Linked DNA regions of Mus musculus: regions 1, 2, 4, 5, 6 and 7 are each linked to region 3. The links are chromatin contacts, called in public promoter capture Hi-C maps. All regions are on one chromosome and are shown on one strand. The core of a region is the stretch at or near the end of the contact, and the rest is flanking DNA. Distances in the headings are between cores, read along the strand shown.

Region 1 (3,343 bases), core at 688-3,187, 2.0 Mb before region 3:
GCACCTACCTAATAAAATAGCCATTCAGCCCTGGGTTCAACTCTAGTATCGTAAAAATAAAAATGGCAATATCATGTGACATAATAATTTACACCTTAAATAGAATCAATGAAAAAAACCTACAAAGAAAAAGATTCACTAGCTAAAACTGAATCATAACTACATATTAATTTTTCTCAAATGCCTATTAAAGCTTACCTTTCTACGGAATCATCTTGCTGTCTGACAAAGAACTGATAAAGTTCAAACGGTGATGTTTTCTCTCTGTTTAGCCAAACCGCATTGCCAGCAGACTTTCCCAGCTTTGCTCCAGTTGTACTTGTAATTAGAGGTACAGTGATTCCAAACACATCCTCTCCAGTCAACCTACACATACATTCATGGTATTCTGTTAGGCACAATTAGTTCCACCAAGCACAGTACACATTTAAGTCTGGTTACTTACTATATGTTTTTAAAACCCTTTCTCAGTCTGGACTCAGGTCCTCAAGAACCATAAAAACACGCATTTTATATCTACATGTGTCGTGCTTAAGTGCAATTGAGGAATGCACCTGAGCAGGTCAACAGGACTTGATTTTTGAAGGATCAGGTAGAAAAATGACAAAGTTGGGCGAAAGGATACCAGGAGGTACATTTAGAAGGTGGCTTTTAATATTTTTAAATGAGTTTTGTCGTGTAGCACACGAACCAGCCATATAATCTATGTTCCTCAAGAAAACTGTGAGGACTGGAGAGGTGGCTCAGTGGTTCTTCCAGAGATCCTGGGTTCAATTCCCAGCAACCATGTGGGATATAATATAAGAATTTGGTGCCCTCTTCTGGCATGCAGGTGTTACATAGAGATGGAGCACTCATACATAAATAAATCAATCTTTAAAAAAAGAAAACGCTGTGAAAATCTTTATGGAGGCGAAAAGCTAAATTAGTGCACACGGTTCTAAACAGAAGTCCAATTATTTTCAGGATAAATAACAATTTCTAAAGAAACTAAAGGCGACTTAGGGAAAACAGACACAATCCAAATCTTGAATATCGGTCTGCTTCCAGCAGCTCTAACTCCCAGCTCTAACTTACAATCTTCCTAACGAATAACACACTACTTCTGTATACTCGTCCCCGGGTTTCCGTAGGCTCTAACAATTCCAGCTTACTTGTGGATGAACTCGTAGCCAGACATGATGTTGCCCAACTGATCTGATCCGCCCAGTTGGACCCGGCATCCATAGTGCTGGAAAAGGTAGTAGAAGTCATAGGCCTGGAGCACCTGGTAAAAGAACTCCGCCAAGCTCATGCCCTCGGGGCTCTTGAGACGCGACTGCACGCTCAGCCGGCTCAGCAGAGTGCCCATGCGGAAGTGGCCGCCCACCGTGGCCAGGAAATCCACCAGGTGCTGCTCCTGGAACCAGGCCGCGTTGTCCAGCACCGTGAAAGAGCCCCAGGGCCGGCCGTCCGCGAAGAGGCGCGCGTGGTTGGCCGCCAGGGCCTCGAGCCCTCGCCGCAGGGCGTGCGCGTTGGCCCGCACGCACTCGGCGCTCAGCGCCTCGCGCCCCTTGGTCCGGCCGCTGGGGTCCCCCAGGAGGGCCGTGGAGCCTCCCACGAGCGCGATCACGTTGTGGCCGGCTCGCTGGAAGTGGAAGAGCCCCAACAGAGTTAGCAGGTGCCCCACGTGGAGCGAGTCGCCCGTGGGGTCGAAGCCGCAGTACACCGTCTGGGGGGACGAGCCCGCCCTGCGGCGGTCAAAGAGTTCGGGGAGCTCTGTCTTCGTGCCGCTCTCGGGGAAGAACTCCTTGAACAAGCCGCGGGCCCTCGGTGCCACCAGCATTCCCCGCGCGCCCGGGCGCACCGCACGCGACCCTCGTAGCCAGACCAGGGACTGCGGAACGCGGCACAGGCGCCTCAGCATGGGCGCCGCCATCTTGCGGGACACGCAAGGCATGCTGGACCTCTGTCGCCCTGCGACCGCGGGCGCCTCGGTGTCTCTCTACGCATGCTCGGGCGTAGCGGGAGGCCTGTTAGGCTTTGGTGCTGTAGGCAGTCCTGGAATGTGGACCGACTGAGTTCCGTCTTGCGGCCCCCGCTGTTCCTCTATCATTTCATTCCCGTTTTCTCAGTGAGGATGTCGTGATAGTACTTCCTGTCTCACAGCTGTGGTGAAAGCACTTGGCGGTGTAGTAAGCGCTCGACAAATGTTTACTGTCGTTTAAATGATCATGCAAAAGCTGTGATGCTCAAGTCCCATAAGTCTTGGACCTGTAGAAAGAACTCGGAGTGGAGTGGAGACGAAATTTCTTTGTACCAGTTTCCCCAGTTAATGAGAGCCTCGTCACAGTACAGGCAGGCAGGCAGGCGCGCGCACACACACACACACACACACACACACACACACACGTCATTAGTGGGTGTCCTGAAGGTGGCAGTCTCCTCCTAGCAAGAGGAAAGTCAAAACAGGAAAGAACTCCCTGTGTTTAGTATAACAAAAACTGGAGTCATTCAAAGTCATAACATATTAGGTGCTTTTAGGAATCCTCTCACCAGGATGAGGACTCTCATTTGCAATTGTATGGCAGGTGAGCCAGCCCCCAAGTCCCATTGTAGATTCTGACTAATTTTCTTTAAACATTTTAATTAGCGTACACAAATTGTACAAAATAATGAATTTATTCTGACATTTCCATATATGAGTAGACGTGGGCCATACTTTCAAAACTCCCTGATTTATGTGGAGTAGCATTATTGAGAATGTGCCATTTGTGGCCATCACCTACCATTGTGAGAGAAGTAGGGGTTATGGAGGGAGACAGAGAACAATTGAGCCAGGAGTAAGTTGCAGTAGAGGTGTGCTGGCTAGTTTTATGCCAAGTTGACAAAGTTAGAGTCATTGAGGTACTTAAACTGAGAAAATGCCCTCAACCAATGTGGCCTATGAACAAGCCAGTGGTGATCAGTGATTGATGTGGAAGGGACCAGCTCACTGTGGGTGGTGCCTCTTGATAGGTCCTTTCTCCGGTAAAATGAGCCAATTCAAACCAGATTAGATTATAAAGCAGATTTACTGTCCCCCTAGAATTGAGGCCAGGGGGGGTCGCCATGGGGGGGGGGAGAAAGGGCTTGTGGCAGGGGGTGGGGAGAGAGAGAGAGAGAGAGAGAGAGAGAGAGAGAGAGAGAGAGAGAGCAAAATGTGTAGATTGTATAGCAAAGAGCGTCTGAGGGAAGGGCAGCCCATCCCCTGGGCTGGAATGTACAGGGTTGGGGATAGGGTATGCCAGGTAGAGACTTAGGGATGCTGAGAGAACCTGGAAGCCAGATCTGTTTTCATATGTAAAATATGCACCTGAGTCTC
Region 2 (3,618 bases), core at 410-2,909, 1.3 Mb before region 3:
CTTCAGAACTGATGGGGGCTAGATGTCCTGACAGCTAAATAAGGTGGTCTTTGCCTGTTCCTTCAAGAAAAATGCTGTTTCTACATCAACCAATCCAGGACAGTGAGAAATAAAACCCAGGAGCTACAGTCAGACATAGAGAACTTCAGGGACCGTGAGGCCTCCAGTTCTGGGATTTTTGAAAATCCTATATGGAAGTGGATGCTCCCTTTCATTTTTTGTTTTTGTCTTTTGTTGTTGTTTTGGGTTTTTTGTTTTTATTTTTTGAGACAGGGTTTCTCTGTGTAGCCCTGGCTGTCCTGGAACTCACTTTGTAGACCAGGCTGGCCTTGAACTCAGAAATCCGCCTGCCTCTGCCTCCCGAGTGCTGGGATAAGCACCTTTCCTAGTCATCTTCCTGGTGTTATTTGCTCCCTGCCTCATTAATCTTGTTTCTACATTCCTTCAATGAGAAATACAAAAAATTCCTAACCAAATATTAATCAGCTCCTGTTACAGTATTGCCAGCTGCTGCCCACAGAAGAGCTGCTGTCCACAGAGGAACCTGATGTGAACGTTTACCAAGTCGATCCCGATGGTGAAAACCAGCTACCCCCCAAAATTGACACCCTAGACAACAGGAAGCAGCTTAAGAGACACAACACCCTTGCTCCCTTTTCACCATGGCTTTCCCCTCCCTTTTTCTTTCCTTCTCTTTATTATAACAAGGGAGGTATGTTGGCATCAGGACCTCCCAAACCTATGACATCACATAGGCGACAGCAAGGCCAGCAGACCTGTTGCCAAGACATCAGGCACCATATTCCCAGAATATCCACTTGGCTCACCTCCCACCTTTACCTGTGTTGTCATTTTCCATATAAATAAAGGGAATGTCCCTCCCTCTCTCACTCTCTCTCTCTCTGCGCCTTCTCTTTCTGCCACCCCCTCCAAACCTCTTACACGTGGAACTGTTTTTGGCCCAGTGTGCTGTGTTCAGATTCGAGCCTCTATTTTAACACATCAATTACTAAATGGTTAAAAAGAGCAAGGCACGTGTGGTACCTCACATCTATAACCCCAGTATTTGAAGGCTTGTTCTACATACATAGTAAATTCCAGACTATCTTGGGCTATAGCCCAAGATAGGAAATACCTAACCTAAAAAATAAAAATGTCTACAGAATTGCATGACTTTCATTAATTTTTGCAATTATTCTGAAAACATGGTGCAACGAAAAAAGGATTTTTGTCAAGGTCCTATTGAGTTCAAGCGAGTTTATTCTGGAAGAAAATACTTCCATCTTGCACTCTCATCCAACTTTGGATAAAAATGACTACCAAACTTGGTGGTCATTTTCCAACACCTGTTTTAAAGCATCTTCCTCAGATACTAGGAAGAGAGCAGTATACACATCTACCAATTCCATAAACTTTACGGGACGTTGACTACACGCACCACGGAGAGAAACGCTGAGCCCTGCGTCTAGGGACCTTACCCACCCTGCACTGCAGAGCTAGTGCTCAGCACGCACTCCTGCCCCAGACTACGAATCAGCTGGTAACTGGCCCCGGCAGCACTGCAGCGGTCTGCTGCGGACAGGAACTCCTGCAGCTGCAGTAGCCAACACCGTACGCCGGTTCCCTCCTCCGCCATCACGCCGGCACCGCTTCGCGCATGCGCGTCTCAGCACTCTAGCCAGCTCTTCCCTGAAGGCCCAGCCGGAACTGCTCCCTTATACTCTCGCGGGGGTGGGGGGGTGAAGACGCGCACCGGCCTGCAGATCTGTAGCGTTTAACATGTACACATCGGAATGCAAAGGGACAGAACCAGTCTAACCATGCGGAGATATCACAGATTGGTGTTTGCACTCGGGACAACGCAAATGTAAACACACAAGGGAGTTGTGCCGGCCCCGGGTTTCCCGCCAAAACGCAATCCCGCTGCAGGCTGGCCCATCCAAGGCGAGGGGCGTGCAAGTGAATCTAGGCTGTAATTCCTAGGTAGCGGTCGAGAACTCCCCCTCCGGCTTGCAGTGGCGCCTTCCGGAGGCGGAGCTACACGCCTTTGCCGCTGTGATTGGCCGGAAACCTTTTCTCAGAGTTCACTTACGGCGCTTTCCGGAGGCGGAGCTACGCGCGCTTGCCTCTTTGATTGGCCAGGCGTCTTCGGTCGCTGTGACGACAGAGCGGCTGGCGGGAATCGCTTCACCCTGCGGGCCCAGGAACGTTCTCCTGGGTGGCGCAGAACCCTGACTCGCCGTTTTGTGCGCGTTTGCAACTAACCCGGATCCGAGGTACGAGAGGTCCCGGAGCGGGACAACTGAGAGCCAGATTTCTTTTGTCGCGCAGCAACCACAGCACCATGTCGTCCCCGGCATCCACCCCGAGCCGCCGCAGCAGCCGACGCGGACGAGTCACCCCAACCCAGTCCCGTGAGTTCCCTCCTTCATCTGCCCCCTTTCCGCCTCGTGTCTCTTCCCGCAGCACTGTGGAAAGTCCTGAGTCCTTCGAGCCTGGTGTGTGGTTGACAGGCCTTGAGCATATAGTAGCCTCTGTCACCCACATACTGGGCTCTCGTCTCCAGGCAGTCTGGCGTGGTCAGTTCAGTTGACCCACCTTTTCCTACACCTTGTCCCTCTGTTCCAGTTTGAGGGTTTTGGGGGGGGGGTGTTCTTGTTTAAGTAATATGACTACCCTAAGGCACTTCCTGGAAGACTAAGCTTGAGCGTTGATCGTCTTTTTTGTTTTGTATGACGGAAGTTCGAAGTGAGGAAAGCAGGTCGTCACCCAATCGGAGACGTAGAGGCGAAGATTCTTCCACCGGAGAGCTACTGCCAATGCCCACCTCACCAGGAGCCGACCTGCAGAGCCCACCTGCACAGAATGCCTTGTTTTCCAGCCCTCCTCAGATGCATTCTTTAGGTGGGTCAGCCGTCGGTTTTGCTGGTTTACCAGTTGCTATTATTCTGTGTGTACTGATAGATTCTTCACTGAAACACCTGAGGAGAGAAGCAGAGTTGGTACATTTTAGGACCTAGTGAGCAAAGAAAGCATACTTTATAGTAGAACTACAATTGGGGTATGAAAGATTGCAGTAAAGTATTCTGTTTAAATTGTCAAACAGCATTCCGGAATTGGGATTTGATGTGCTTATGGGGATTTCATGGTAAAGCTAAATATCTTGTCTTTATAGCTATTCCTTTGGACTTTGATGTTAGTTCACCATTGACATATGGCACTCCCAGCTCGCGAGTGGAAGGAACCCCAAGAAGTGGGGTGAGAGGCACACCTGTAAGGCAGAGGCCAGATCTGGGCTCAGCACGAAAGGGTTTGCAGGTGGATCTGCAGTCTGATGGCGTGAGTACAAAGCAGATCTCTGATGGTGTTACCTTGAGAGCATAAAGTAGGTCATCCCATTAACATGTTTCTATCCTCGCTTTCTCAATAGGCAGCAGCAGAAGACATCGTACCAAGTGAACAGTCTCTAGGCCAAAAGCTTGTGATTTGGGGAACAGATGTGAATGTGGCAACATGTAAAGAGAATTTTCAGGTAAGCTTATGTACACTAAAACTCAGTCTGAGACTTCGGGTGAAAGTATAACCTATGTGTGAATAGCCATGGTGCATAATAGCAGG
Region 3 (3,306 bases), core at 663-3,162:
AGTCAGTGCTCTTAACCACTGAGCCATCTCGCCAGCCTGAAAGGTGGTCTTCTAAGCAGCCTCACCACAGCCTCCCCTCTCCTTGGGAAGCTCCATGGTAAGGGAATCCTACATGACTGACCCAAGCTCCAACTGACCCCAAGAGGGACCAGGCACAGAGAAGTCTTGTCTCTAAAAAGTTGATATAACCTTGGCATTATGAGTGGGCCAGTGTCATGTATATCTACTTGGAAACTTTCTTTTAATTTGTGCCTTTCCCCATTCTCGGCCCTACTCACTCCCAAGATAGAGGCGGAGCCCACTCTGACCCCAGAAGGTTAGGGAAGAAGTGAGGTTAAGAAGGTTAAGGGAAAGTTTGAGATGACGGCTCTGTATCTATTTTTGGTGAGCATGGTGAGAATACTAAGTCACATAATGCTTTGCCTCTGGAATTCCTCATCAGTATATCAATAGTGCTGTTCACCTGTAGAATTGGTTAATCCTTCTAATTTCCTGAGCTACTGACCAAGTATTCAGGCACCATGGTTTTACAAAATAGGAAAGCCTAACTGAGTAAGACCATTCTAAGGCTACAGAACAGGTTTCGAAGGTTACTCAGGTCTTCAAATTTATGCAGCAAGAACTTTATTCACTGAGCCATTCCTCTAAATGGATTTCAAACTTTAAAACTGCTACCCACTTTAAGAAATATCTCAGAAGCCTGATATGGTGATGTACTCCTGTCATTGCAGCACTTGGGAGGCTAAAGAAAGGAGGGCTAATTCAAAGCCACCCTGTGCACTTCAGAAAAAAAACAAAACAAAGCTAATCTTAGGAAGAACATACATCTATCTCCCTGAGGCAAATTTAAAAACAAAACCAAGTTGTGGCAGTATAGGGGCGTTCATCACTTTGAGAATGAGGCAAAAAGAGTGTTTGTTGTTAGTTCAATGTCAGCCTGAGCTACAGAGTGAATGCCCAGATAGCGTGGACTACAAGATGAGACAAAAACAAACAAACACCCAATGATTTCTTTTAAAGTCTATATTTTCTATTTCTTACAGTTTACTTCCTCGAAAATATGCTCACTAGCATCCACTCATAGACTTCCACTATTGGGCTGTCCAGAATTTTAAGGGTCCAGTGTCTTAGACTCCCTGGAGAGTCAACTGCCATTATACTGCCTCACATTTTGAATGTATTATTCCCATGTTTGTTCTTCTTAATCTTTTATCAGCTGTTTCCACAAACAACTCGAGGATTCCAAATGTACTCGGTGTTAACGGTAGTGTAGAGAGCAAGCTTTGAAGAGATGCTGGCCTGGGTTTAGGTTATCACCTGCTCCACCATTTGCCAGTGATCTTCCTTTAGACACTCAACTTCCTCCTCTGTATAACGGGCATCATTGACCTGAGGCGTGTAAAGACTTCCTAGTGTTCACTTTCGAGTGGGTGCCGTGTAAGATGATTTTTAAGGTGGCACTTCTCAGACTAACAGCATCCATCCACAGCATTCTGGAAGTTGACAGAAAAACCAACTCTTGGTCCGTGCCTCAGAAAGACCCAAGGGTGGGTCAGAGCAGTCTGTTCTAACCAGTCTTCCAGGTAATTCTGACGCTGGGTTGTGTCTGGGACTCGGACTGAGCACAAAGCCTGCCAAGGTGCGGGGAGGGGAGGTGAACAATCAGCACCTTGACCTGTAGGACTTGGGCGGCGACAAAAGGCAAAGCAGTTGGGTACAGATTTGGCTCTGGCTCCAAGCTTTTCTGCAGTGTAGCCCGCCTCACACGGTCGCTGATTGGTGGAGTCTCATGTGGCGGCTCGCCAATCACCGGAGCGCAGGCACAGACGCGGTCTAGCAGAGCCATACTCCTATTGGTTGGAGGCCGCGCCGAGAGCCGTGCGTACGCACTGGAGAGGCGTGGCACCAGCAGCCGTTGAAAAATGGCGACTGTTACGGAACTGAAAGCTGGTGAGTGCATTGAGGGGATGCTCGGTTGCGGGAAGCGTCGAACCTTCCGTATATGATAGGGATGGGACAGAAGGAGAGCGCGCGGGACATCGGCTCATCTTTTTCCAGGGTCGTTCTAGGGTGGCAGGGCCCACCAGGGGCGGCCTTTGCGCATGCGCTATGTTAGGGCCAGCCTTTGAGCTGGAGGAAGGGACTGGTATCTGTTGTCCCCTCAGGACCTCTGGGTATCTCTTAGAACCCTACTGAGCAGACAGCGCCCAAAGGCCTGCGTTCCGAGCTGACCACGACAACACCACAGCCACGATTTGGTGACAGACACACTTCCCAATGATTTGCACGGCTAGCCCATCCGGACGACAACGTATGGCTAGGTCCTCCTTGTCCTTTGGCAGAAACCTGAGACAGAGTTGTCCATCCTGGCGGCTCTTCAGGATTTTTCGGAAGAGGTTTTCCAAAATGGTTGGTTGTGTGCAGGGTGCATGCAGGTTCCATCCCCAGGACTACAAAACAAGGAGTAGACATCAATAACGCGTGTATACTGTTAACTCTGAATAGTAATTAGAGTTAACGTTTGAGTTGTAATTGGAGTTAAGGTTCAGTATGTGATTCTATCAGACCCTTAACAACTCATCCAACTTGATTCTGTGTAGCAACGCTATGTCCATTTCATACATGAGAGTTGGAATATTTCATCCACGATAATTTAGATAGAAATCGACTCGTGTGGAAACCCCATAAGGTGCACTGGCTTAATCATGCCATTCTGCTTCCCGTAGAATAAACCTAGTTCTGAGTGTCAAGGAATTCAGAGACTAAGCCAACGGTAATGGAAATCTGGAGAGAACCAAATGGAATAGTTTGGAGACTAAGATGTAGTAACTATTGACTGCATATGTATTGGGGACACTGCTGGTGAGCATTCCAAAAGCAGACATACCTCAGTCCCCAGGAGGGACTTCACATGAGTCAATGAGCTGTTCTGGGGATGGGAGTATACATAGTACATGTATATTGTATAAACTTTTCATAGGATTTCAAGATAAAGTCTATGGAAAAGAAGTTGGGTTAAGACCAATTCCTGAAGGCATTTTTATAATAATAGCATTGTAAGCATAAGACTACAAGTAGCAAAATGATAAAAGAGCCCAGAGGTTATCCCTACAAATTGAGGGGGACCTCCTTATATATGTTCTTCTGCGTTCTCTGGTTCTTGGTATGCTTTGTGTCTGAGAGAAAAGTAATAAAAACTTGTTCCTAATCAGTGATCTTACATTTTCTGGGCTTTTACTGGTCTAAAACCTCTTCCATTTCACCTAGCTCTTTCTCTGAGAAGTAGAGTTCATTACCTCGGAGAAG
Region 4 (3,689 bases), core at 473-2,972, 1.3 Mb before region 3:
TGTATCTGTCTTCAGACACTCCAGAAGAGGGAGTCAGATCTCGTTAGGGATGGTTGTGAGCCACCATGTGGTTGCTGGGATTTGAACTCTGGACCTTCGGAAGAGCAGTCGGGTGCTCTTACCCACTGAGCCATCTCACCAGCCCCCAACTGAATTTTTTTCATGTTCAGTTGCATAAGTATGTGATGTCTTCAGCAATATAGTCTTACAGTTAGGTTGTCAAGGATAACCAATAGCATTGTGAGTAGCCTATAATATTTGCTTGTGTGTGGTATTTATTGAACCTGACTTTGGATATTTTAAAGAGACTTAGAGGGTTGGAATTTTTAAAGACTGGGAATTCTAAAGTTGTACTGTATTTAATATTTTAGTATTTATGACATCTTGGGCACAAACAAGAAAGGAATATTAACAATGATGCACTTGGAATGGACTTGTATTAGATAATCTTTGTTGTGAACTTGACACAAATGGAAAGAGGAAATCTCAATTTAAGACTTGCCTTAGTCAGAATAACCTGTGGGCATGTCTGAAAAGAAAAACCTGGGGGAACTTTCTTAGTCACTAATTGTTGTAGGAGAATCCAGTTGGGTATGGGTATACCATCTTTAGGTACATGGGCTTACTCCTCCAAATAAGGTAGGTGAACGTAAGATAGAAATGTAAAGGTCCATGATTCACCGAAGAATGACACCTGGGACTCAAATAGTATGTATACTCAGAGAGTGCTTTATTTTGCAGAAGTCCAGCGTGTTGGAGTCTCCCATTGCCAAAACAGAGAGACAACTAAGTGAGTGTGCATGCTTGCTTTAAAGCACATTGGAATTCTGGGGAAGATGAGTTTTATCTTACTCTATCTCTAGGCATCCTAGAACCATTATCGGGCATGAAGGCTGGAGCCTGGGTTTTTTTCTATTAGTAATTGACTTGCCTGGGCTTGCCTGGACTTTCCCAGTTCTTAGGCCCAGTCTCCTTAACTGTCAATTTGAAGTCTGTCATGGAGTCAGCCTAGCCTTCTCAGAAGCAAGGTGGTAAGCTGCTTTTCTCCATCCCTTTTTGCTTCACGGTTTTGCTTGAGTTTCTTCTGTGGCTTTCTTTACTGATGGACTTTTGGTTCTGGTGTCATCAGAGCAAAACTACAGCCTAAACGTAGCCTGCACTAACACAGCCCAACCTTTTGGAATAGTTTTTTTTTTTTTTCCCCAACACAATTGTGAATTCCCATGTTTTACCTTGATTATTAATAACAGGTTTGGTGTGATGTAACTTTGTTTTTCGAGACAGGGTTTCTCTTTATAGCTCTGGCTGTCCTGGAACTCACTTTGTAGACCAGGCTGGCCTCGAACTCAGAAATCCGCCTGCCTCTGCCTCCCGAGTGCTGGGATTAAAGGCGTGCGCCACCACGCCCGGCTCGTGATGTAACTGTTAGCGTTTGTTTAGACATTATTTCAATATTTAATAAGAGGAGTCATAGGGAAAATTTCCCTTGGACACACTGACACTATTGGAGATCTCAGATCTTTTAAAGACTTTTTAAGCTCATGCTGCCTTAGTCTCCCAACCCAGTTTTATGTGTGTGTTTTGATTAGGACAACCGATGAACCAACAGTTCCAGAGACCATCAGGGGCAAAGCTTGCCAGGAACAGGAACCTGATACAGTCCCCACTATCCCCACTATCGGTCCCTCTATGACGGAGAGCAACGCGCTGCCGGAAGTGACGTTGACGCCCTGCGTGCGGTGGTGCGTCTGGTAGCAGGAGAAGATGGCGGTCTCCACAGGTCGGTTCCTAGCCGGGTCTGCCGCGCTCCCGCTGCTTTCTGTCCGGCGGGCCGCGCGGGACTGCGGGTGCGCAGTGCGGAGGGCCCCGCGAGGGGCAGGGGGTGGGGCGGGCGGTAGGGAGGTCGGGACGCGCGTGTCAGAGCTCGCGGTGACGGGGAGCCTGCGCGCCCACCGCCCGCGGCGGCCCTGCGGGAGGACCGGCAGATCTGGGCGCCGCAGCGGAGCCGAGGGTGGAGTGCGCTGGAGCGGCCCGCGGTGGCGGTGGCATTGCCCATCAACGGGGCTACGGCGGAGAGGCATCCTGGATGGAGCCGGGGATCTAGGCTGGGAGTCCACCAGACAGACACGTGCGGGAGGATAGGACTAACCGGAGGGTGGCTGCTGTCTGGAATAAGAGGGCGACGATTTTACTTAGGTGGCCGAATGCGTGTTCTTCTTCTTCTTCTTCTTCTTTTTTTTTTTCAATTAAGTGAAAAACTACAGTACACTGAGCCAGACGAAAGCTAATTGCAGGACAGTTGGTACCTTAGATAGGTGTTCTACTCTTGTCTACAATGTTCGGTTGCCTTTGAGCAGAAACTTGAAATTTAAATGCCAACAGGGTTTAGAAATTTGGTGACAAAAAAAATTAAAACAGTTTAAAAGTGTTGAGTTTTAGCATTTAAAAATGATGATTCATAAGATTTATTTTTTTTTCTAGTTCTTATTGAATCTAGGTTGTAGAAATGGAAGAGGTTGAGTGCATGTTGTGATTGTTAACATTTCAAGGTAATGCCTTCATATACATTTTTCATATTGTTTAAATCTTACCTTTATGTGTATGAGTGCCATAGACAATAAAATCTTTAGCAGTTCTACCTCTGGAAAATACATCAGTGGTCAGATCAGAGCTGTCCAAGACCAAAGCTCATTTTAAAAGTGATCTTTTAATGTTATAACCCTTAATCTCTTTACTTCTTATTTGAAATATATGTGCTTATTAGTGCCATGTTTTTTAAAGAGTTGTGCTCACTACCTTAAAATTAAACTAATAAAATGGTGTATTGTAATATGAAAAATGTCAATTTGTGATTGCATTTGTTCTTTTTAAAAATATTTATTATATATATATGAGTACACTGTAGCTGTCTTCAGACACACTAGAAGAGGGCATTGGGTTCCATTACAGATGGCTGTGAGCCACCTTGTGATTGCTGGGGATTGAACTCAGGACCTCTGGGAGAGCAACCAGTGTTCTTAGCAGCTGAGCCATCTCTCCAGTCAGCATTTGTTTTTTGGAACATATTTAACACTACTCATATGAAAGAATGTTAAGTATTTTGAAAAGAGCAGTAATTAGATAAAATGAGTGGTCCATACTTTTTATCAAACTTTGGTTTTTGGCAATTGAATGTGTACTCTAAGCGTTGGATTATTTGCCCATGTATTGCATATTAGATATCTGTATCCTGTTTGTTATTTTCACTGGTTTTAGACCAAGGAAATGGGAACTTTGGTATAATTAAAATACATCTTAGAAAATGGAGCTTATTTATTTATTTTTGAGTCAGTGTCCCATGTAGCCAGGCTGACCTTGAACTCTAACTGGAAAAAGTTTGGAGGATAATAATTCAAATTAGATTGAGAATTCCTTCTTAGAAAATTGAGAAACCAAAGAAGTAAAAAGTTACACATAACTTTACAGGAACAGAAGCAAGAGTATAATCCAGCATTCTCTCCATCATGACTAACTTAATTTGGAGTATTCCTCAAAGGATGAGTTTTTTTCTGTTTTAGTCTCGACACTGACTCTCATACATTCCTTCTTAGATAAATTTTTCTTTACATTCTTGGTTCCTTCTCAGATGGAAGTGTCTGAAGTTTCCTCCTTCCTTTCCCCAAGTCAAGAGGCTTTCATAGAATTTAGCT
Region 5 (3,512 bases), core at 549-3,048, 1.6 Mb before region 3:
CAGAGGGCAAAGATCACAGACTCACAGCAGTCCACAAGCCTGCACTTTGGGCAGGGATTTGAATTACAAACAAAGCTATGTATTTAGACCCTGGAGGGTTTGTGTTTTCTGTACAACAGGCCGTGCAGATCAGGGAAGGGGTTGGAACAACCAGTATCTTAGTAGAAAGGCACATAGCTTTGGGGGGGGGGGGGGTTAAGCCCGCAAACATTACAATTACTGGCTTTTGGGGCTGCCCTTTTTATATACTAGGATATTAATTTGTACTGGTACACATTTTTAAATCTACACGTTGTCCCTAGATTGAGGAAAGTAGAGGCAACGAGGAATCAAGTTTCAGACTCCCAGCTCTCTTCCACCCCCTCACCCTTCGGCAACCACCTAAAAGTTAGGCCAACTGTTCTCCGCCCCAGGTCAGCCTACTCTGGGATCACACACATGAATTAGTCATGCTTTCCCGTGTTCCTTCCGCGGGCAATAGAGACCGCGAGGAAACGCGTCCATCTCCTTACCCCGTGTGGGCAACGCACCTGGTCGGGTGGCTCCCAGGTGCTTGCTTTTCCCTGGTGAAGTCTCAGTATGTTGTGTGCGGGAGAGAATGAACATAGGAAGCTGCAGCGATTTAAATGCTTCTTTATTCTTACAAATACTGTAAAAATGAATATAAAAAGCATGCGCAGTCTCTTCCTCTTATCTACAAAAGTCTGTCGGAAATGTCTTTTCTACAAATGTACCTTAGCTGCAATGGTAATAAGACGTAGAAAATGCTACCATTATAAAAAATAATTTAAGGGGAAAGATTAATATAGCTTCTCTCGCAGTCCAGTGCCCAAGCTGCAGCTTCCTGTCGCTCGCAGGTCCCAAAGAAACTAGCGATTCGGGCGGCGTCTGCTCCCCGCTGTCGGGGTCTGAGGTATAGGTCGTTCAGAGTCTCAAAGGCCCACGCCGCGCGTTACCGGCAGTCGGCGCCGGTGGGCGGCAGGAAAGGCGGGCTGGGCAGTTTTTTGAAGAACTGCCGGAGGCCAGCCAGGTCCCGGGTGAGCTGCTCCACGCGCTGATGCAGCTTCTCGTTCTCGGCCGACAACTCCACCAGCTTCTGCTGCATCTCCTGGTTGCGGCGCTTGGCCTTGTCGCGGCTCTTGCGCACAGCGATGTTGTTGCGCTCGCGCCGCTGCCGGTACTCCGGGCTGCCGCGGTCCGGACCCCTCTTGCCCGCGCCCTTTTCTCGGACTGTGCCGGGCGCGAGGCTCGGCCCCGGGCTGCCTCGAGGAGGCTCCGGCGAAGTGGGTGGAGTGGGCTGAGCCGCGGCCGCCAAGCTCACCACTGTCTGCGCGCACACCGCCACTTGCGCCGGCAGCAGGGAGCCCGGCGCGTCGCCGTCGCCCCAGTCGGGTTCGCGCTTGAGCGGCCCCCTAGCGACAGACCCCACACCCGGGGGTCGCGTAGGGCCGCCCTGCAGCAGCTCCAGGCCGCCCGCGCCGGCCGCTTTGTGGTTGCTGTTGAAGAGGTCGGCGAAGAGTTCGTCGTGGCACAGCTCTAGGGTGGGCACGGCGGCCATGGAGTCAATGTAGGCGCTGAAGTCGATGGCGCTCTCGTCGTCGTACATGGCAGGAGTCGTGGAGCCCAGCTCCCCCAGATCCCCTGGCTCGGGCCCTCGGCCGGGCTTGTCCACCCTGCCTGGCTCGTAGAAGGCCGCGGGTTCTGTGGGCCAGGGTGTGCCGCGCACCGGGCTGTCCAGGCTGAAAAGCGCGGCGCTCATGGCGGCGTCGGCCGGACCTGGCGTCCAAGTTGGGCTGTCACCTCGCCGGGCCGGACCGCCGCCTTTTCTAGCCCCAGCTGACGCGCACGCCCCGCCCCGGCCCCAGTGGGTCGGAGACCGGAGCGGGGAGGGACTGGGGTGCTGCTGGGAACGACCCGCCCTCTGCCCGCACTCCTTGCCTTCCCTCCTTCCTGTTTGTGCGGTTTGGACCTACTTAGCCGTCCAAGCCTGGAGCGAAATGAAAATCTGGATTTGGCCCCGACACGCGCAAAGCAGGACGCCTTCAGACATAGCAAAGGCGGAACAGGGATCAAGGCTCCGCAGCTCGAGTCCTGGCACCTCCGCCACGAGACCAGAACTAGTGAACCGTGGTTCGCGGACCCGGGCCTCAGCCTCCGGCGGTCCAGAGTGAGCGCAGCCAGTGGGAGCCTCCTGAAATTCGAACCCTCTCCAGCTACACCTCTCGGAGTGCCCAGGCCCAGCTGCCGTCGAGGTTAGGTTCAGCAACAGAGCCTGATAGACGGACAGATCAACCGGGCTCCCCGCTGACCACAAAGCCAACGGAAGAGTGATGGCCACCCTAACCGCGGTGCGTTTCTCCGCACCTGACAGCGGATCTTGGGTGCTCTGGCATTTCTTCTTGGTTATTAAAGCTGTGCCACCTGGTGGTAGCATAGCATCTTGCTGTTTCTTTTTCTTGCAAATTGTACCCAAAAGGGATATTATTCTGAAATTGTGGCTTGCTGAGAGAAAGCTAAGATTTACATCAGTACTCACAAAGAGGTGTTAAGTTGCCAGCTCTTCAAAATTCGTGAAAAGATGAAGAGAAATTTCAACCCCAGCTACTCAAACCTGATAGGCTAGGTGGGTAGTTGAACCCCAGGAGTTCAAGTGCCTGATGGCCTGTCTCAAGCAAAAGTCAAGAAAATCATCTGTCCAAATTCAGATGTGTCCCTCATATCCCTCCCCTAATTCATTCCGATTCACCAGGTGTTCTGACAACAAACATCAGCTGATTTACACAGAGCAGCCTAGCTCCTACCTTCAGTTCCTGAGGAAAATCCTAATGAGGGGCTGTGGAATATTTAATGGCTTTTTTTGGAAAAAAAAGGTAAACACAGCCTTGGAATTTCATAATGATCAGTGATGTTTATAAATGGCATATGATGTTGCTATTGTAACTAATTGCCTCTGGGGTTAAAGCCAGCGCACATGTGATATGCATGCACAGGAAAACCCTAGGAGACGTTCGTGGTTCTTAGCCCTGGATGCCATAGAAGCATGATTAGAGAACACGTGTTTATCCCTCAGAGAGACCACATTCCGAGGCTGTTTTCAGTGAGACAACATGCTTGTTTTGATACCTGGGTCCACTCACTACGTTTATGAAAAGTTGTGTTTACAAGACAGCGGGGCCAATTAGAATGTCTCAGAAGGACAGGCTACCGTGGCCACTATTGGGCCGCACCTGAAAGCTCTGTGTATTCAGAAACCCGCCAACCAGTGCGTACTTTTCAATTTTCCAGAAATGGAGAAAGGCAACATGACAGAACAACAAAGCATGAATATAGTGTGACATTTGAGAGCTGTTAAAGTTTAGCCCCTGTGACAGTCATTTGTGATCCTTTCATGACTGTTCCCACACACTGTGCCAATCTCAAGGACCTTTCCTAGCACCGTGGGTGGCAACAAAATGACTTAACCATGTAGGCCTAAAAGCAGCCACCAATAGAGAAAGTGTTCAAGCTCAACA
Region 6 (3,685 bases), core at 253-2,752, 1.8 Mb before region 3:
CCCATGGGAAAAGAAGGGCAGGATTTTTTTTTTTTTTTGCAACTCGGACTTTAAAAACAAACAAACAACAACAAAACAAATATTATTTTGCCATGTGCGGTAGTGCACAGCAGTAATCTCAGCACTCAGGAGGCAGAGACAGGAAAATCTCTGAGTTGAGGCTAGCCTGGTCTACACTGTAAGTTCTAGGATAGTCAGGGCTAAGTAGTGAGAGACCCTGTCTCAACAAACACAAACAAACAAGCTAACCAGTGGAAGAAACAAACAGAAACCCAAAGCAGACAGAAAACCCCACTGTCTTGTGTTACGTCAGTAAGCCAGTCATTTTGTCCTTTTTTCTCCTATGCTGTAGTCCCCCTTTGCAGAATGGCATATCAAAAACTGCTCCACTTGCAGTAGTATTTTTAATTCATTAAGGGCCTTGTTTCCCACTCTGCCTATCTTTCAGTTAGAGAATAAAGTCACCACCCAGGCTCTAAGCTCCTCTTCTGTACACATCTGTAAATACAACTTTCTGAGAATCCTTTCCATTGTCCACTCCAAGTTTTCAACAATATAGTTTATTTAATATTTTCTTCAATATATATCTTTATAGAATATGCCTCCGCTAATCTAGTTTCTACTTAAGTCCCATGCAAACACATTCTTGACAAGGACTTATTTAGTGTTTTTTTCGACACTAGAAACCCTGTTAATCCAGTTTCCACTCAAGTAGCAGCTCTCTGTCCTGCTGGTTTGAACATACATAGACAACTATGTCCTAGCGCTTTAAAACATCCAAGGAACGGCTTCATCTTCCACATTAAAATGTTCCCTGAACCAGCATCTAGAAATTTAAGAATGTAAGCTCTCTGGCTTTTCCCAGATCTATAGTATGTGAAACCTACTTTATAACAAATCCAACTAGTGTTCCTATAGTTTTTTTTTTTAAATAGGAAATCTTTGCTCTTGATATTTATGAATTTTATATTTAAGAATTCCTCATTAGTTAGAGAAGTACTATTCCTTTTCCTGGCTTACTTATGTTTTATTACTAATTAACAATAATTATTGAATTCTAGTTTACGGCTGCCAAGCCAACGACCACCATATCCCAGAACTCACTTGGCTCACCTCCCACCCTTACTTGTGTTACATCATTTTCCATATAAATAAGGAGAACACCCCCTCCTCGCTCTCTTCTCTTCTCTCTCTGCCACTCCCTTATCTCTCCCTCTCAATAAAACCTCTTCACGTTGAACTGCCTGGGCCTAGTGTGCTTCTTGGTGACCCGCTATTCTAACACATCACTGGTTACTGCTCTAAGGCTTTGCTTAGCTAGGAGAGAGGATGACCTGTAGATCAGCTCTCAGGCTCCCTAAAGAGCGAGAGGAAGAGCCTAGACAGCAGCTCCCTCAGTTTGAGCCCGTGGAACTTGAGACGACGGCTTTCGCAAGGGGCGGGGCGCGGGAAGGGGCGTCTCCGGAGGAAAGGGGGCGGGGCGCGGGAAGGGGCGTCGCCAGAGGGAAGGGGGCGGGGCGCGTGATGGGCGGCTTCCGGATGGGGCGGCGAGCAGGAAGACTGTGCACGTAGGAGATGTCTGGAGCCCGCCGCCCCGGCACGTCCAAGGTACGCTGTGCTGTTGCTATGAAAGCAGAGGGCGGGCGTGTAACCTCTGTGGGCTTCTCGTGCCTGTCCCTGGTCCGGTGAAGGGAGCTGGTGCGCCCAGTCTGACCGGCACGAGCCCGTTGGTGGCGGTCGGTCTAGGCAGGGTTCCCTCGCTCTGCCTCTGCCCAGGTCTGCTGAATGGTCCTGGGAACCAAGCGGGTGGGTGGCTGACAGGGAGGACGAATTGATTCGGAGTGAGTGTGAGCTGGCGTCTGGCAGTTCATTTGCCTCCGTTTTATTTTGTTGCTTAACACACCAAGACAGTAGTGGGTATTGGAGTATCTCTTCTGTCCCAGGCATCTTTTGCTACACTTTGCTTTCCCGCCTAAACTTTCTGAGAGGCGTGCTTCTCCCGTGTCTCCCGCAGTCCCTGTATACTGTAGGCACTGTTGTAGGAACTGTTACATGGATGAAATTTAAGCGATCCTCTACATTTCTCCGACATTGTGTTTCTCTTGGATCATATTTTGCCTTTTCAAAGTTCCTCACTTACAGATGATTATTTCATAATACTCAAAATTTAGAACAGCAAACGGTGCTTCATTCCCTCACCTGCTCTTCCTTTCACTAAATGCTAAACTCCCTTAACACTACCATTCGTACTTATTTCTCAGATAGCCTTGAAAGATGACACTGTGAACTTTGTAACTTATTTAGAGAGTAAAAGCACGTATAACTTATGATTTAAAAGACTAATTTAAATTTCAGGAAGACTAAAAGATGAAAAAATCAAGGAATTAAAACATTTCTACATCTAACATAAATTAGTTCTTGCAGCCCTCGATACCCTTGCTAACTGTATACATTTATTTAAGCGTCCCTAAAGTCCTGATTCACTCTTATAGCTGCTCATTCACTTCTCCTAACTGCCCAGCTCCAAATTTTGACTTTGTGCCTATTCTCAACAACTTTTTTTTTTTTTTTTTTTTCGAGACAAGGTTTCTCTGTGTAGACCAGGCTGGCCTTGAACTCAGAAATCCTCCTGCCTCTGCCTCCCGAGTTCTGGGATTAAAGGCGTGCGCCACCACGCCCGGCTTCTTTTCTTTTCTTTTCTTTTCTTTTCTTTTCTTTTCTTTTCTTTTCTTTTCTTTTCTTTTCTTTTCTTTTCTTTTCTTTCTTTCTTTCTTCTTCTTCTTCTTCTTCTTCTTCTTTTTTTTTTTTTTTTTTTTTTTGGTTTTTTGAGACAGGGTTTCTCTGTATAGCCCTGGCTGACCTGGAACTCACTTTGTAGACCAGGCTGGCCTAGAACTCAAAAATCCGCCTGCCTCTGCCTCCCAAGTGCTGGGATTAAAGGCATGCGCCACCATGCCCGGCGCCTTTTCACAACTTTAAGAGTTTGCCCTGGACTGCGATTTTTAGCTGTCACTACAGCATAAAGAAATTACAGTGTGTTATGAAACCATTTGTTTAGCTTATCAGGGCCCTAGCAATTTTTCCTAACTTAGAAATCTGTTGTTTTTGTTATTTCTTTCTGCCCTCTTCATTTTATTAGTTTCCAATAGCTTTTCTTTTCAGTAGTTGTGTTACTTAACTGTTATGTAAAGATTGTCTCAAAAGTGAAGCAGCTTTCCACAAGTATTGCTATCAGGATTCTGACTGTAGTTTAAGCTTATGGTTGTAGCTTCTCCCAAGACTTCTCCAGAGAAGTCTTCTCCCAAATTCACTGAGGTAGGGGCCAGGGTGGTGGTGGTTGTGGTAAGTTTCAGTTTGTTAGTTCCATAGGATGGCTCACAACTTTGTCAACAGCAAATGAGACAGGATCTCATGTCACACAGGCCGACTCTGAATTACTCATCTTTGATCTACATTTCAATTTCTAGGATTACAAGTAGCATATGCCACCACACCTGACTTTCATTTAATTAATTAACTGGTTGGCTAATTAATTTGCTTTTGGTGGAGGGAGCAGGGCTTATGGCAGGTTATGTATACTTAGTGTTTTAACTACATCGTTATGCCTTGGAATAGTTTCTTTACTGGACTTGTGTTTCATGCTCTGTTCGTTTCTTTTGTCTGAGTGTGTTTTTCCTTAGTTTGG
Region 7 (3,726 bases), core at 88-2,587, 1.2 Mb after region 3:
ATGCCAAGCACTGTAGATTCCTGGGGAATCCAACAGGGCCTCAGCCTTTAAAGGAGTTGTTAGTGACTCTTCTCAGCTGACATTTTCTTCCTGGCCACTACACCTAGGGGATCATCAGATTCATCATGCTAGGCTATGTCCACATCTCTCAACATCCGCAGCAAGGCATGTCTCATTCCACTGTCCTCAGGATCACCTGTTCTCTGTAACCCAGATTGATCGCTCCCTTAGCTTTAACTTCTGCACCCCCACCCCCATTTCCCTAATCCCTCTTCTTTTGTTAAGTCTCAAGGTCTCCTTTTCTACTAGAAAGTAATAACTCTCAGAGACCCTATCATCCTCGTCATTGTCCTTTTAGGGACCACACTCTGTCCTCCAAACACCCTTATATCCAACTTCAAACTCAAACACTATTCCTACCCAGATTCTGATACCGTCTCTCCTTTGCAGTGCAATTCAATCCACTACTCTACCTCAATGTGTAGCCTACTCGCCCCTCTCCTTTTCAGTGTTAAGGAGTGTGTGGGACCCGTATTCTCAGTGTCCTCAAACTGTGTCTGGGCCCTGTATTCAATGCTCTCCCATGTCAATAGAGGAACCCAAGACTTTCTTGGGATGCATTCTATACTTGGCAGTCATCCCGCAGTGTCAGAGTCCAGGATCTCCTTCCAGGACCCTCACTCAATGCCCTCCCTTGTCGTGGCAGCCACTTCAATTTCCCTGGGGTTCCCTTCCCTCCTTCGCAGCGACTTGGAACTGTGTAGGTGCCCCGCATCTCCCCCCTGGGATCTTAATTCATTCCCTTTCGTGCCCTGTTTAAGATCTGCATGGGCTCGGAGTCCCTGCAACCGTACAGCTCCGCGTTCCTACCGCGCCGATCTCGCATCGGATGTCCCCCAAACCCTTGGGTCTACCCATCCCGCAGTCGCACCTCCTCGGCCGGCTGCGTGTTGAGCACCAGCACCAGGCAGGCCGGGTGGCAGTGAAGCCGCAGGAAATGGTAGAGGAGCCGGTCGGTGCCGAGTCCGCGGGCACACACCACCAGCCCGTCGCTGTCGAGCAGTTCCAGCACCTGCTGCCTCTCGTACTCCAACAGCGGCGCCATACTCCGCCGTTCGCCCGACAGGCCTGGCTCCATGGGCGCCCTTCCGGGACCGCGGCCGCACGCTGACGGAAAGAGCCGAGTCCAGCCGAACGCTGGCCGAACGCAGGGAGAGACGCCAGGGCCGAAGGAGCGCAGAACAGATGTAACTGCAATGGCCGACTGAGAGAGGCCGGATGTAGCCGAAGGGAGCCGAGTTCAAGAGAGCCAACCGATTGTAGCCGAAAAGGAATCGAGGCGGGGACAAGTGTGGCCGGAATGTGCCCGAGCCCAGGGCAGGTCTACCCGAACTCAGCCGAGAGGCGCAGAAAGCGTTAGCGCGCGTGCGCGCGCGTGTGTTTAGGTTCCCCATCCTTTGGCTCTCTAGACCTAGGCATAAACTAACAAAATGCAAACAGAGAAGTCTAATCCGCGTAATCCTCCAATACCGACAGTTCAGAATGTTGCTGTCAGTATTCCAAGTGCATCCAGAATCGACATCGTTTTCCTAGTGTGAGGGTTTTGTCTCTACTTTTGCAAGTATTCCTCCCCCTCCCCGCCTTGAAAATTTTTAATAAGCACAATACCTTATGAGTTTCAGTCTCTTGTTTGCAAAGGTCTTGAACTCAGTAAGTTATTTTACAAAGCCTCCATCAGGTGCCAGTTGCAGCCGCGTTCCTTCCACTAGAGGGACATCTTGGGTCGTGTTTGTAACTACCTAAAAAAACCTCCAGGTAAGCAATCTAGGAGGCATTCTCTCTCAGAATTCTCCATTCCCCTTTATTTTCAGCCCATACGAAATACAAATGAAGGCAAAATAGGATTGTTCCATTACTCAGGAATAACCATGGTTAACAACATACTTTTGCGTGCCCCCTACCCTCTGCCGCTGCTCAGTTTGTGCGGCTGCTTGCCTGCTTAATTATATGAAATAATAAACAACCAAGATTCGAAACCAGATTTTTGGTTTCTCCAGGTGGGACAGGCTATCTCACTTGTTGAAGTAAATTCAAGGCCAGCCTGAGCTAGAGATGGAGACCTCCAGCACAAATATAAAGGGTGTTAGGATGTAACTTAGTGGTAGATCCTGAGTTCCGTCACAAATTTTCCCTAAATCTCTGTCCTTTATGTGGCTGGGTTTTCTGTAATGTGGAGGCATATACTTGTCTAGTTACTGGAGAACGTTTAGTTGGCTCCCACTCCTCCCACCAGCACGCAACATAGCATTTCACTAGCTTAGTTCATACAGAAGTTCACTCAAACCCTCAAGGTACGTTTCTCGAATGGACGATTAGTGGGAGAAAAAGGACACATTTATTTGAGTTTGCTCGACCTTCATTACATTGCCTTCCCGTTTACCAATCTCCCTTCACATCAGCCGCTGCAAGTGGATTTGTTTTCTCTCTCTCCTCTGCTTCTTCCAGCGTTTTCCTTCTGTCTAGTCACAGTTAAAAGAGCATCTAATAATTTCTGCATCTTCCTGAAGTGGACAGAGATGCCTGCAGACGCTTTCCGCGCAGCATGTCTGGGAGCCAGGAGATAATGCCTGCAGTTCAACAAGCCGGTTATATAATCAGGCAAGGCCACAGAGCTGGATGGTATGTTTCTTAGCGTTGGTTCAGGGTACAGTAAGTAGTTACTCAGCACACATTCAGAGGTGGGTGTGTGGGTGTGTGGGTGATTCCTCCCAGGTTGTGGCAGGCAGAATAATGCAACCCAAAGATTGAATTCCCAGAACCTATTATTTTTCATGGCAAAGGAGACTTCACAGATGTCATTGAGCTAAACTCTTGAGATGGAGAAATGATATTGACTTATCCAGGTATGCCCAATATAATCATAAAGATGTGCTTAGGGGCAAAGGAGAGGCAGGGGACTTAGCTTCAAAGGGGACTGTGAAGGAGAAACTAAGGTCAGAATGAGGTAGAAAGTGCCAGGAACAGAGCGTTGAGGAGCTGAGGAACTCCTGCGTTCTCCCTTGGGAAGCCAAGACGTATCCCAGCCACCCCCAACAACCCACTGTTGGGGGACGTTGCATTTTTGTTATTTTAAACCTCTGTGTTTATGGTGCTTTGTTGCAGCAATAATGGGAAAGGGATGTACACGCTTTTCTTATTTTGACCACACTGAACTTTGAAGATGAAGTTCTCCGCTTATCCAAACAAACAAACAAGCAAGCAAATGAATAAAACTGCAGATAGGACCGTTCGAGGGAGAGGTTATTTTAGAAGGTCAAGGTTTATTGAAAATTCAGGCGTATACAGAGTGACAGGGGTGTAGCTCAGCGGAGGAAGCGCTTACTGTGAAAGCCTGGGTACCTGTGTGTGGTCCCTAGAATCCAGGCGAGAGATTGCACTGGAGACTGCAGCTTTGTTCCTGGGAGACAGTGACACTCCCTGGGGCTTGCTGACCGGGCCAGTGAGAGAGCATATCTCGAACACAAGGTAGCTGTCATGATGGCTTAGCTGGTAGAGATGTTTGGCATCTAAGCCTGCTGACCTGAGTTTGATCTCAGGAATTAACATGCTGGAAGGAGAGAATCAACTCCCGAAAGCTGTTCTCTGACTTCCACAGTGTGCTATGGCTCACACCTTTTGTAAATAAATGCATGTAATTGGAAAAAAACAACCAATGTGGACAGTGCC

What was found. Promoter capture Hi-C pulls out the DNA fragments that hold promoters and counts their contacts.
Region 1: a contact with region 3 is called in a promoter capture Hi-C map of pre-B cells, with 5 times the contacts expected there. The contact joins the promoter of Yars2 here to the promoter of Cep20 in region 3. A contact is called at or near these places in 9 of 39 promoter capture datasets (the 3T3-L1 cell line, 3T3-L1-derived adipocytes, the C10 cell line and 6 more), 1 of 115 datasets of contacts at active chromatin or transcription factors (large pre-B cells) and 2 of 9 other capture datasets (adipose tissue and pancreatic islet).
Region 2: a promoter capture Hi-C map of pre-B cells shows a contact between it and region 3, with 5 times the contacts expected there. The contact joins the promoter of Prkdc here to the promoter of Cep20 in region 3. A contact is called at or near these places in 7 of 39 promoter capture datasets (the C10 cell line, cranial neural crest, embryonic stem cells and 4 more), 2 of 484 Hi-C or Micro-C datasets (CD4 T cells and uterus), 5 of 115 datasets of contacts at active chromatin or transcription factors (astrocytes, embryonic forebrain, embryonic stem cells and 1 more) and 2 of 9 other capture datasets (adipose tissue and liver).
Region 4: a contact with region 3 is called in a promoter capture Hi-C map of pre-B cells, with 4 times the contacts expected there. The contact joins the promoter of Ube2v2 here to the promoter of Cep20 in region 3. A contact is called at or near these places in 8 of 39 promoter capture datasets (the C10 cell line, cranial neural crest, hematopoietic stem and progenitor cells and 4 more), 1 of 484 Hi-C or Micro-C datasets (CD4 T cells) and 2 of 115 datasets of contacts at active chromatin or transcription factors (embryonic stem cells and extraembryonic endoderm stem cells).
Region 5: a promoter capture Hi-C map of liver shows a contact between it and region 3, with 4 times the contacts expected there. The contact joins the promoter of Cebpd here to the promoter of Cep20 in region 3. A contact is called at or near these places in 7 of 39 promoter capture datasets (the 3T3-L1 cell line, cranial neural crest, hippocampal neurons and 3 more) and 1 of 115 datasets of contacts at active chromatin or transcription factors (astrocytes).
Region 6: a contact with region 3 is called in a promoter capture Hi-C map of pre-B cells, with 4 times the contacts expected there. The contact joins the promoter of Spidr here to the promoter of Cep20 in region 3. A contact is called at or near these places in 7 of 39 promoter capture datasets (the 3T3-L1 cell line, the C10 cell line, cranial neural crest and 3 more) and 1 of 115 datasets of contacts at active chromatin or transcription factors (astrocytes).
Region 7: a contact with region 3 is called in a promoter capture Hi-C map of pre-B cells, with 4 times the contacts expected there. The contact joins the promoter of Ercc4 here to the promoter of Cep20 in region 3. A contact is called at or near these places in 4 of 39 promoter capture datasets (the C10 cell line, embryonic stem cells, liver and 1 more), 2 of 484 Hi-C or Micro-C datasets (both in CD4 T cells), 1 of 115 datasets of contacts at active chromatin or transcription factors (thymic regulatory T cells) and 2 of 9 other capture datasets (embryonic stem cells and liver).

The regions. Positions count from the first base shown.
Region 1 is chr16:16,301,559-16,304,901 of GRCm38.p6, reverse strand. It overlaps Yars2 (tyrosyl-tRNA synthetase 2 (mitochondrial)), which reads right to left and starts at 1,937. Exons shown (of 5, transcript NM_198246.2): 1 at 1,155-1,937; 2 at 199-366. The coding sequence starts at 1,918.
Region 2 is chr16:15,635,907-15,639,524 of GRCm38.p6, reverse strand. Prkdc (protein kinase, DNA activated, catalytic polypeptide) reads right to left here and starts at 1,659. Exons shown (of 86, transcript NM_011159.2): 1 at 1,483-1,659. The coding sequence starts at 1,636. It overlaps Mcm4 (minichromosome maintenance complex component 4), which reads left to right and starts at 2,125. Exons shown (of 16, transcript NM_008565.3): 1 at 2,125-2,414; 2 at 2,743-2,904; 3 at 3,176-3,339; 4 at 3,431-3,532. The coding sequence starts at 2,345.
Region 3 is chr16:14,315,938-14,319,243 of GRCm38.p6, reverse strand. It overlaps Cep20 (centrosomal protein 20), which reads left to right and starts at 1,912. Exons shown (of 5, transcript NM_025345.2): 1 at 1,912-1,950. The coding sequence starts at 1,923.
Region 4 is chr16:15,592,551-15,596,239 of GRCm38.p6, reverse strand. Ube2v2 (ubiquitin-conjugating enzyme E2 variant 2) reads left to right here and starts at 1,722. Exons shown (of 4, transcript NM_023585.4): 1 at 1,722-1,780. The coding sequence starts at 1,765.
Region 5 is chr16:15,885,572-15,889,083 of GRCm38.p6, reverse strand. It overlaps Cebpd (CCAAT/enhancer binding protein (C/EBP), delta), which reads right to left and starts at 1,798. Exons shown (of 1, transcript NM_007679.4): 1 at 1-1,798. The coding sequence starts at 1,759. The coding sequence ends at 953.
Region 6 is chr16:16,144,668-16,148,352 of GRCm38.p6, reverse strand. It overlaps Spidr (scaffolding protein involved in DNA repair), which reads left to right and starts at 1,502. Exons shown (of 20, transcript NM_146068.4): 1 at 1,502-1,608. The coding sequence starts at 1,576.
Region 7 is chr16:13,107,347-13,111,072 of GRCm38.p6, reverse strand. It overlaps Ercc4 (excision repair cross-complementing rodent repair deficiency, complementation group 4), which reads right to left and starts at 1,337. Exons shown (of 11, transcript NM_015769.2): 1 at 932-1,337. The coding sequence starts at 1,138.